Linked DNA regions of Mus musculus: region 1 is linked to region 2. A link is a contact called in public Hi-C data. All regions are on one chromosome and are shown on one strand. The core of a region is the stretch at or near the end of the contact, and the rest is flanking DNA. Distances in the headings are between cores, read along the strand shown.

Region 1 (6,364 bases), core at 1,214-3,713, 210 kb before region 2:
AGCCATTCAAGCACAGGTTTTAATGTCTTAAATGGGATTTCCTCTGAACTGGACATAGTATAGTACTGTTAGGCATATAAAACAAGGCAATGGCAAAAGAGAGGACAGCAGTGCGCCTTGTTAATGCCGATATAATGATACAAAGTGAAAACTATGGCATGATTCTTCTTTAGTAAAAACTTTCAATTTCATAGGCTCAAAATGACTATTAATACATATTTACAAGTCTTCCCTAATACCTAGATTGCTTAAAGTATCCTTATGCTTAAGAATCTCTGGGTCAGTTACCATGAGCTACAAGACAAAATTATAGTCCCTCCTTGTGTACCATCCCCATGAACTGTGTCTTGTGCCTTGGGTAATATGTAGCGTGAAGATCTCACTGTTCCCATTTCTAGCTCCCTGATTCCCTTTATAAAGATACAAAACTCCATTTACTTCCCTCCTTTCCTCATTCCTCAGTCAAGGATCGCAATCTATTCAAACATTGAAAATGAGAATCTTCCCATCCGTGTGAGTATCATTAGTTTGTTTGCCTGGGAGAAATTTCTAGTTTTAGAGAAAAGTAAATCAATCAGTCTGTCTGTCTGTCTGTCTCTCTCTCTCTCTCTCTCTCTCTCTCTCTCTCTCTCTCTCTCTCTCTCTCTCTCTCTCTCTCTCTCCTTGAGCCATAAAAGGAAAAGAATAGCTTTATCTTATTGAAATACCTGCCACATGATAAGATCAGCAGGAAAAAGACCTTGAGGATCATCTAGTGAGTCCATTATACCTAGAAAACTCACCCCCCCCCCCATCCCCTAAACACTATAACCTGCTGAAGATGGCCCAAGAATAGTCTCACTCTTAGCTACTTCACACAGTTGCTAAATCCACACTCTGCCACCTGTCATTGCCTCCCGGGTTCTTAAGGTCCATCAGTATTCAAAAGTCTCATTCTCTCCTACAGATTTCTCAAGGAGACAGAATGTGGTAAGTTAGTTTGCTTACGGGTTTAACACAGTAGGATGCTGTGTCAGTGTCAGAGATGGTTACACAAGACAGACAGAACTGTCTGCCAACACCCTTTATTTCCTCTGAGACTTGCTGGCCTGTGAGACATTGGATACATTCTCTCAAATCCAGAGGGCATCAGTTATTTAGATCAAGAGAGGCCCCATTCCCTGTTCCTATGTCTCCAATTTCAGCTGATATCCTGTTTCTTTCTTTCAGTCTCCCTTCTGAAGAAATAGGTTCTTCATTCCCATAAATCTAAGATTTCTCTAAAATTCAAATGTTCATTTCATGCTGGATTAACTCCAAATCACTGACATTCCCTTCAGGTTATGGAGGTAAACCAGGCCTCTTTTCTTTTCCTTAACTCGTTAGAGAGAAAAGGATCACTTATAATTGAATATTTGTATCTAACTAAACATTTTAAATATCTCCAGAGAATACTTTTAGAATAAAAAAAAAATCTATTAAATTTTAGAGAAGAATTTGATATATAATCTTTACTCTTCAAAATGTCATATTTAATAATAAATAAATTCATTTATTAAATTCTGTATTTGTGGGGCTGGAGAGATGGCTCAACAGTTAAGAGCACTGTTTACTCTTCCAAAGGTCCTAAAAGTTCAATTTCTAGCAACCACATGGTGGCTCACAACCATCTCTAATGGGATCCAATGCCCTCTTCTGGTGTATCTGAAAAGAGAGACAATGTACTCATACATAAAACATAAATTAATCATAAGAAAAGTGGGTTTTTAAATAAAATTCTGTATATGCTAGATGTTCACACAGATTTTCATGTCATTCACAAAATTATCAATGTGATATCATCAGACTTACTTTTCATAAAGTTAAATTCTCAAAGAAGAAAATTTCACTGAGTTTTAAAGTCAGAGTCCTCTCACTCCACACCTCTGGCACTTTCTACATCATAACAAATTGAAGTAGCACTAAACACTGTAATTGATTTTGATTTTTGTTGTTTCCTTTATTAAGTTTCACATTTATTAAAGTTCAATCCGAAACATTCTTTTAATTCAAAACCATATTCTACTGACACAATGCCAGTGGGAAAGTTAATCTTAAAACCACTCAGACGAGATTGTGCTTCATAATGAAGTAGCAAAACAATCCTAACGCCTCAAACATTTCAGGAATTTATTTCCTATTGCTTTGTATTGATCAGAGTCTGACGAGTTGGGATTAACCAAGTCTCTGACTTATTATACATTGCTGTTTTCAGAGGAGCCCATTTCATTTTATAGCACAGTTGGAACATTGCCTAGAAAATTATAAAACATCTCAAAATAGCTAGTAGCTATCTTGACTTTCTAACGAAACAGACACTTCTCTTATCTAACTCCAACCTCATAACTCTTCTGTGGTATTTTTCTAGCCGTAGGTGTTAGCATCTGCTGCTGTAAACTCCACAGTGTTAACTTGGTGGGGCTGAGGTGAGGAATAGAGCCAAGATCACTTTTGCAGTAAATATTACGCAACCATGTTCATGGCCAACTCCATGGCGTTGTGGTCCTTTATGGAAGAGCATACATCTTTAAGCTAGTGCTTATCTTCATGTTTGTAGTCTTGAGATTGTATCTGCCCTTCATACCCACATAATCCCATAAACACAGCACCTGATTTCCTCTAACAGTGTGGATCCAACTGCTTTCTTTGCCATTTTCTGGGGGGCTGTTGGAGCTGAAATAGCTCACCCTGTTGTCCTGGGAATGCTCTACCATCCCAATCTCTTCCCCTCCTCCTATCCATCTTGAAAGTTGTACTGCTCTGAGACAGCCAGAAAAGGTGCCAAAGAGCAAAGTAGAACAAAAGTGTCAGGGGAATCTAGCCCATGTAACACAAATGCATAGTTTCCCTGGAGAGTCTCTAGGATGCAGTCATAGTTTATCTTCCATTTGTTACAAATGGTCAAGAAGATTTCAGACCGCAGGGACTGAAGAAAGTAGTACATTCACTCATTACTTGTACACCAGTGAGCTCCTTCTCTGGGTGAGTGCTTAACACACATACACACACACACACACACACACACACACACACACACACACACCCTACTCCATTCATTTTGTTGTTCTTTTTTTCTCCTCTCAAGATCTTCTTTCCAGCAATTTTATGACCAGCACTCTGGTATTTTCTCCCTTTCTACTCAACAATATTTAATTTAAAATAAATTTATTTCTCATAGGTACTAATTTGACCCTAAGTCAAACAATTTGCCCATATCAGCACAGTAAATTTGCCAATTTTTAGTCATTCAAGTGAACTTCAAATACTGACTTTTACATTACTGGAAAGGCATTGGCCTAAACATATTAAGCAATCCATCTACTGAAGTATTTGGAAGAATTTTCAAAAGCCACAAGTCTGTTGAGACAATTACATTTCTTCTAGGCATTAGCTGGATTTCAAGATATGTAAGCCTAACAGCATAACAGCCATAAAAACTCTACAATCATAGTGGCCAGGCTCTGACTTTGGTCATTCTAATAATGTAAAATACAAAAAAATTAAAATGCAGAATATAGCTGTCCCTTCCATTACATTTTCTACCTTTGATGCTTTAGTAAAATCCTCTATGTCATTGTTTTACTAATTCATATTAAACTATGAATTAAAATATAAATTCATATTAAAATATGATTAACCTAAATACTTTGGGTTAATGTTTTAATCCTAGTCAAAATCAACAGAAGAATATTATGGAGCCCTGTTTTCAGGAAAATTAGGAGAAGAGATAGCAGAAGATAAAGGTTTTCTAGAAAAAGGGATAGAAGAAAAGCAGCCATCTCCATTAGAACTATAGAATAGTAGGAGACCAAATGTAGTGTCTCAGGTAGCTTGGAAGCATTGCTTTGAAACAGGAGTTACCAGAAAGTGGATTAATTAGAAGAGTTTGATGGTTCAAAGAATTAAGTGTGAGACTGGGCCATGACTTTTTTTTTTTCAAGAATCTTTTAAGATTCACATTACTTTCTGTAAGCTTAAATTTCCCATCATAAATAAAGGGGATATTGACTCATTGAAATGATAAGCACAAGTATTTTCATAAATCATTCCATGGAAGCATGGAATATAAAGTTGATTCATAATAAAAATGATCACTAATTAAATGCCAGTCAGTATTCATGAGGTAGTCAGCGCGGCATGGAGGTAGGCTTCTCGGTCTCTAAATTCTGAGCCAGTTCTGAAGGCAAAGAAAGCCAAGCACTGAAGACATCTGTTACCAGCACCCACACGGGGCATCACGCGCATGTGTTTGAGCGGACCTTTCACTGCCAACAGAAAGGATGCCGTTTTTGCCACTAACATCGTGACTACTGTATTAAAACATTATCTCCGATGGTATTGCCTGGGTGGTCCAGTTATTGAGACTACAGAGAGATGCAAAATGTCCCCTTCCGGTACCATAAGCTTAATATTCTAGAGGCTTACAGTATCTTGTGGCTTCTGATGACTATTTTATTCTCCTCAAAGTTTGATTCTTTTTCTCATCCTGTCTCCATGAATTTCTTGAGAACTATCAAAATGTCTTGACTTTAGGTTTTTATCAGCAGTCTTTGTTTCAGAATGTTGCCTGACAGTCGCATCTATCCCTAAGTCAGAACGTGTTGGAAACATTGTGAGTTATGTCACACATATGAGACCATCTGTATTTCATGCAGGTAACGTGGCAGGGGGAAAAGGCAAAGGTTTTAGTATTTTCAAGCTATGAAATTTAATAAAAGTTATTAGGAATAATAACAAAATCTTTAACGTGTCCCTCTATGCTGTCTACTATTCTAAATCATATTACACATTCACATGTCACATATCACACAGATGATTAAACCCTTCCTTCCGTGTCCCATTGTACCGATAATACTGAGGTTCCTAGAGTTGACAAAACAGGATCAAATCATTTGGCAATTAAAAAGGCAGAACTTAGAGTATATCCGTGATCTATATTACATTTACTATGGTCCTATATTATAATCATTGACAAATTTTTATTCTATTGCTTTAGGGGATTAGCTCAAAGAAACCTGATAGGAATACTCTCTAATATGTTTTACAAAACTAAACTGTTCTTTAATAAAACTGCCTAGTCAGTTTTCATTGTGCTCACAAAACTCTGGACAATATGGTGAGAGAATCAAAGCTGGATCACAAAACCCATGTGATCTCAGCTCTAAGCATCATGCTACAGAAGCCACATTCATATTCTCTGGGTTCTGGTCTGACAGTCTGAGATAATTCTATCTCTTAATCATTGTTCAGTTTGATATAGAAGGTCAAACCAGTTGAGATGATATAAGAGGGTCTCAAAGGGGGGGGAGAAATTTTCAAAAATAAAAACTACGATACTAACATTGTAGGTTTTGCATGCAGAACCCATATTATCAATCACAAATACACATTCAGCTATCCATGGTCAAGTAGGTAAATCATTTAGGAAAAAATCATTGACAGAGAACCATGAGCTGTGGACTCATCCCATGACCTCTGCAAAGGATAACACTTAATAGTACAGAGTTCCTGAAATGGCTGCAAGTTTTGAAGTTTAATCAAGCTGTGACTGAAATGCTAAGAGGAGGTAGGATTCCATTTGCTTTTTTAAAGGTGTTCAAAGGAGCCATGTTTTCACGACACTTAAGAAGGGCTTTCTCTGCCCTCTAATTACGCTTTTGTAATTTAATATGCATTTGCTGAAGCCTTCATAGAAGTAAAAGGAAGGGAGAGACCATAGCACTCCAGATAGCTGCCCCCATAATGAAGACAATGGGCACGAATAAGATTGTATTAGTAAATGATTTCTATTTCTGAAAGTCCAAAAGCACAAATAAAAATGGATGAAACACAATGTAAAAGGTTTATGAATGTTATTAACCAGACATACATTTAAAGTATCAATTTAGTGTCGGTGAAGATAACAAGGCAAAGAAGATTCTGTATTCTTAGTAGAGATCTGTAAGAGCGAGTGAGAATAAGCATGATTCTACAAGGCCTTGTGCTCATATGCTGACCATCACAAGGCAGAGATGGACAAACTCCACACAAAAGAATACATTTTTCAACAGAAGAGAATAAACCCTAAGGGAAAAGCTGCCGTGCCCAAGACTGACTAGATAGGAAAGCTTTCTTAAAAACAAGACCAGGAAACAAGTCAAGGATCGTGGGAGTTGTACAAAATAAAGATGAAAGTTTATACCCAAGAGCCCATAAAACAAAAAAGACGGAATGAGACTTCAGCTAGAGAAGTGGACGTGTGGAATTGCCACAGAGAGAAACATATTGAGAGAAACAGAAAACAACAGTTTGAGAAGAAAATTAATGTTTGGTCTAGAGCCGTGGGGATGCACTGGATAGTCAAAGG
Region 2 (6,063 bases), core at 557-3,056:
ATTCTATATTGTCTAGTCTATATCCCTTTAAGCCTATATATCTGAATTATTTTTCAAAACTCCATCATAAATAATGTCAACATGTTCTTTTCATAATTGTTAGATACAGATATTCTGTACCTGCTTAGCCATTCAATACTGTCCCTCATTACCTGAGTTTCATGTCCTAGTTATTTCAACATGGCCTCCCTCTTCACTTAGCGATTCCTTTATGTTGGTTCTAACACACAATTCTAACCAGAAATGCCTGACCGGGGCTGTTCAAATGACGATGCTTTGCCGGCAGAAAGGTACGAGAGTGTGGCCTTCAAGTGTCCACTGCAGTGCAGATCAAAACACCCACGAGAAAGCAAGACAGTAATGTCCCCGAGACAACAGGGGGATAGAGAAGCCCTTTGGCTTAATGAGAGGCCAGATATAACTGCATCAGGGAAGAGTGGTCAGCCTCTATAGCTGGAGGCTTGTGATTTGGAGAGCTAAAGGGACAGCAAAGGCCATGGCCACAGTAGTGAACAGAAATGTGTTCCAATCAACTCTGACATAATGACCTTTACTCCTATTGAATCAATTGCCATAGACGAATTCAAGGATCTAAATTTAGCACTAAATTACATGTATTTAAATGAATTTGTGAGTGGTCTGTTATTAGTTCCTTCACTGGATCTCACACAAGGCTAGGAGATCTGAGGTAAAGCATACAAATAGCAGACTTTTATCAAGTACAAGAGAATATCGCAGAATGTGACAAACCATGCTCCCAGAGAGGAAGTGGGCTGTTGTGTCCATGATCACAGTCTCCTTAGTAACTTCCATAAGATGCCGTAGCATCCATGAGGCCCCAGTTCCCTCACTGATGTCTGATCTTCAGATGGACATACCAGTCTAACTAGATCAATAGGACACAAAAGCCAGCGCTATTAGAATGTTCGCACAATCTCCTTTGAAGGAGATGCTAGGAAGGGATGTTCCCTCTCCTCCTCTGCCTCCCCAGAAAGGAGGGAAGTACTGTAGAAAGGTAGGCTCTATTCCAACAGTGGAAGACGAAGACCCAGATAGGAAAAGAGAGAATGAAGAGAGCCACTGAACAATAGGGACTTTAAAGGCCATAGGAAGACGAGACATTCCTCTTATACCCCAATGGACCAGAAGAAACAGATTTAGGCTCTGACCAACATCCCAAATAAAAACTGGGGAGAGAAAGCAGAAAAGTTGCATCTTAGAGAAAGATGGACAGGCCCAAAGTTGGCCGGGACCGAACTAGGGAGCAGGAATTCTGGGAAGGAAAAGAAAAGAATAGTAGCCTTTAAAGGGATAATTATTCTACCTCCTTCTGTTTTTTTTGTTTTTGTTTTTGTTTTTGTTTTTGTTTTAAGAATGACTTGAGGTGAGTCTACCTTCCTGGGGTGGTCCTGCCTTTTTTAGAAGAGCAGTGGTGACCTGACCCAACTGAACTATCTGGTCTCTACCACAGCCAGAGAGTTGGCGTCCCTTTGATCTGGAGGGGGTCTAGTTTCCCCTGAATAGACACTTACTACTGTTGGGTTACCTCCACTTTAATATACTGTATACTGAGTATCACTAAGAACAACATAAAACTCTGCATTACAGTCCATGTTTAAAGAACTCCGCAGATCTGAGGAACGGGGATTGCAGGAAGTCAACCTTTCTGTAGACGCAGTTGTTTGATGAAAAACTTTCGAGAAAACAAATGATGCAATTTACAGAGTAGCCGGAGTCCCTGCCAAAGTCCCTTCTTGCTTGGAGAGAACTGGGCTAGGCCTCCACAGGACGAGGCCGTGATAGAGATGTGACTCGCCACTGTCAACACCAAGCTGTGGAGTGAAGAGTGACTTGGAGAGGAAAGAGTCACCATCTCTGAACTGAGCCAGCACATGGTCCTCGAGAGCCAGAAGGAGGAGCCGGAGAGACAAGCTAACGTGCAGAGGATGTGCCAGCTGTCCAGACTGGATACTCTCTGGAGTAGCAAAAACCAAAGGGTTTCTTATAGCTCTTATCAACTACAAAGAAGGCTAGAAGGTAGCTGGGTTTAAGTCAACAAGCTTCTCAATTAAGCACGTATCGTGGCGCGAAGCAGATCACCGCACCTCGGGGACTCAGCATCCCCAAGGATATGTGGTATAGTCCTCCTAAGAGCCAGCACATGAACCGGCTCAGGGGGCACACGCCTTTAATCCCAGCACTCGGGAAACCAAGGCAGGCAGATCTCTGGAATTCGAGGCCAGCCTGGTCTACAGAGCCGAGTTCCAGGACAGCCAGGGTTACACAGGGAAACCCTGTCTGGAGAGGGGGAAAAGCCAGAGACATGAGATTTTCTATGTAAAACTCCAAAGAAACAGAGCCACGTAGTCAACACTGGTCAAATAAGCAGCTACGCCCTACAGAGAACACAGCAGCCTCTCTAGGGCAAGGAAGAGCCTTCAGATCCTATAGCAAGTGTTGTCGGGGTTGGGCTGGGGAGTAAGTGGGGGGGGGTGCTAATACTAAGGATTATCACCTCTACCTCTTTGAAGGAGGAGGCAGAGACTTTGAAAGCAACTGACTTTAGACATTGAAAATGAATACTGCCAGCCTTAAGACTTTCGGGATCCAGGGCACTGAGCTGAGGTGCCACTAAGGAGGCTTATGGCAAGTGGCAGGCAGAGAATTTTGACAGAGTACACTTAGTAACAATTACGGGGGGGGGGGGAACCCTTTCATGTTTGTACCCAGATGCAAGCAAATATCCTCACTAAACTGCTCTTATGTTAATGTTTGCACTTCCTGAACACAAGGAGAAGTGCCCCTCCACAGAGGTTTCCAGGGAAGCAACAGAAGGGACAGGGTGGCAGCTGTGATAAGGTTGTGGTGTTTGAAGGTTACGGTAAGTCTCCATCGAAGGCCAGATATATTGTAGAACAACGGCTGAGTTGAGAAGGGTGGAGCCCCAGAGTCCATCTCAGAAAAGAAATCATTCTCTTGAGCGACTCTAGTTGTCACAAAGGCTGTTGCGAAAGCAGTTGCGCTCTCGATGTAGTTTCTGGCTCCTCTGACGGCTGTCCTTATACTTGTGTGAGTTAAACGCAGACACAAATGTAGCCAAATTCAGACTGGGGACGGAGAGTCAGAACAACTGTTGTGTGGTGACACTTGGGAGCCAGTCCCTGGCTTTTTTTTTTTTTTCTTCCCTTTCTATTAAAAAAAAAAAAACAGTTAGCAAAAGTTCTTTGGCTTAGCAAACCAGATAGAGCATGCAACATTTGAGCCCCAATGCATGACATAAGAAGATGCCCATTTTCATTCAGACTCTGAAATCTCAGGATAAGGAATGAAATGTCAAATAATTTCACACATCTATAGTTTGCTATGCAGCCTTTCCCAGAGACCTCTGCTTCCAGACGAACAGACAAGGGGATTTCCGGCAACCGACACTTGGGTAGAAGGGTCAGTGCCACATCTTTAGGTAACTGTGGTCAGAGGTAAAGATTGCTCCTTCCACAGCTCTGATCCAAAACTTCCTTTCCCCCGGGGGTCTGAGAAGCAGCAGCGCCAGACAGTCTCAGCATTCCTGACATTCCCTAAGGGCTGAGGCAACTCTAACCCTGGCCGCTCCTCAGGCACCTGAGGGACTGGACCACTAGCTCTTCCGTGGGGAGCTGAGTGCAAGGACAGGAGAAAGCCCTAAAGGCAACGCAGAGGAGGGTTAGAAAGTTCAATAAACGATCCTGGTCTAACCAGCAACCCGGGCTCCTATGCTCAGGCCGCAGTGACTCACCTAAGCATGGAAAGAGCTGGAAGGAAGCTGAAAGCCCTTAAGTCCATCCTGAATAAAGATTTTTAGCTAGAATAACTTGGGGGGGGGGGGGGCGGAGCGCGCGTGCGCACACATGAACGCAGGCATGTATGCCTGCCTGCCTGCCTGCCTGTGTGTCCTGTGCGTGGAGTAGGCTCACTGAATCTCTTCAGATTCCCTGTGCTGAACAATCCTTACTAACTTTCCTTGTTCCCTGCTACTCTGTCAACCTTCCTGTCCCTTTGTCTTTCCCCATACACGATCTGGAAGCTTGCTAAGGTAAATGGGAGAACTGGAAGGGTTTTTTTTTTAATTCATTAAAACTGCACACAGCCACTAGAGGGCAGTGCTGATACGAGTCTCTCCAGATTTCCTCTCTCTTCAAACTCAGGCTGGCCCATCCGCACATCCTGTAACAGGATGTTTCTGAACTCTTCCTTCAATTCTCTGCGTAAATAAACAACCCAGGCTGGATACACCCAGACTCACATCCCAGTAAACCCGCGAATCACGCAGGTCCAAATTCCTGGTAACCTACAATCTTGCCTAATTTTATAACATACCACAATCAGAGCTGAAACTCGAACTCTGCCCGAGTTTTGGAATGCCTCTCAAAACGCTATCCGGAAGAGTTAAAAGAACTTTGCCAAGAAAAGGCACGTTAAGTGTTCTAGGGCAGCTTGGCTGTACATGATTCTGTTTTTATTTCTATAGTCAAGTTCTCAGTGTACGCTTTGGTCAAAAGCAGAGGAGCTCAGCTGGGCGAAATCTGTAAGATTAGTCATGTACACAAACAGAGGGACGGAGAGCCACGGATGTTTGTCTTGGCACTATGAGTATAAACTGGGGTCTGCTGAGTCTATCTCAGTGACTCAGTGGACCAAGAAAAGCAAAGATAAAAGCCGTGCGTTCCACGGGCAGAATTTCTTTTCCAAGTAGTTCAGCTTAGGGCTCAGGGATCTTGCACCTCCGCGTAGAAAGCAAGCCAGCATCTCACCACCCAGCCTTAAGCACTAGGGTAGCTGTCTCAGCCTGTGGGTCGCGACCCCCTTGACAAAGCTCTATCTCCAAAAATATTTACATTAGGATTCATAACAGTAGCAAAATTAGATTATGAAACAACAAAAGTAATTTTATGGATGGGGGTTCACCAGAACGTGAAAAACCACTGGAGGCTAACATGTGGCTGAAGACTAGGTAAAGCTGAAAGGGGCTTGACAAGGATACAGGGCTGGGCACAGCACTCTGGGCCCCCGGAGCTGGAGCTGTTCTTCTTCAGACACTCGTATTTACTGATACCAAGCTTATCTTTGGTTTCTCAGCAAAGGCAGATAAGGTGAGGGAAATATTTGTAGGCAGAGATTTCTGGAATTTCCCCACAGTGTTGAAATAGCCCCGAGAGTTCAAGAAGGCCATATTTGGACAATGATAAGTATGTTATTTTTTTTTTCTATCTTTTCTGTTTTCCCTGCTATATAATAACATTTAACCTCCTTCACACAAGGTCAGGGGTGCTGTCCCAAAACTGCCCCAAAGGCATCTCTTTTCCAAGGACAGGAGATCCAGGACCCTCCCAGGGTCATGAACATATATACTATGTTTCTAAAGGGAAAATGACCAACAGAGGCAGTGCTTACTGAAGTCAGACGGGGACTGTAACTCAGCAAACCTTCCTCATGAGGGAGAAGATGGGATAAACAATGGATTCCTAGCTGAAATCCTACAATTGTGGAGAGGTCTTCCAGGGCTGCACTGCACTTGGGGGAAGGGGGGGCAGGAGGAGAAAAGGGAGGAGAGAGAGAGGGAGAGGGAGGGAGGGAGGGGGGAAAGGAGAGGGAGGAGAGAGAAGAGGAGGGAGAGGGAGAGAGAACAGAAAAACAAAGATGGAAGTGTGTGCCATTAGGAGGCTCTGAAAGATTACTCCTGACGCAGCAAAACCTGAGGTAAAATGTTGACAAAGGGCGGAGGTGGAGACTCCACCCTCGTTCACCTGCTCCTGACCTCTGAGGCACTGTCAGCAAGACATCATCCATGAGTCTTTTTCTTTTACAGATGTTTTATCTACAGGATGGTGCGCCCCAGGAAATCAAGAAACAACCACCTCTCCTCTCTCCCATCACCTTACAAACCCAAGACCTGGCACACTGGGAAAAATAAAAACAGAACCGGGCAAGAGATTCTCAACGGTCCGTGAACTCCCGGTAGGAACTTGGCTAAATAGAGTTGTTTCGGGTACATGACAACTTGGCCTCTTCTGTGTTCTCCTGAATGTA

The links. A called contact is a pair of places that touch in the nucleus more often than the background predicts.
Region 1: a contact with region 2 is called in a Hi-C map of the AML12 cell line, with 2.1 times the contacts expected there. The contact joins two enhancer-like sites. A contact is called at or near these places in 10 of 484 Hi-C or Micro-C datasets (the AML12 cell line, the G1E-ER4 cell line, the HL-1 cell line and 2 more).

What each region holds. Positions count from the first base shown.
Region 1 is chr10:108,653,145-108,659,508 of GRCm38.p6, reverse strand. The region is part of intron 4 of Syt1 (synaptotagmin I); the gene reads left to right. Among named protein-coding and RNA genes, the nearest start is that of Gm5136, 44 kb to the left of the region's middle. Within about 2 kb of position 2,463, at least 4 of the 459 cell types and tissues checked have an H3K27ac peak or open chromatin away from gene starts, as enhancers often do. A contact at or near this core is called in the AML12 cell line, where this site is marked.
Region 2 is chr10:108,444,369-108,450,431 of GRCm38.p6, reverse strand. All of the region lies in intron 1 of Gm36283 (predicted gene, 36283), which reads right to left. Gm36440 (a long non-coding RNA gene) reads left to right here and starts at 5,626. Exons shown (of 2, transcript XR_380772.2): 1 at 5,626-5,733; 2 at 5,843-6,063. Within about 2 kb of position 1,806, at least 15 of the 459 cell types and tissues checked have an H3K27ac peak or open chromatin away from gene starts, as enhancers often do. A contact at or near this core is called in the AML12 cell line, where this site is marked.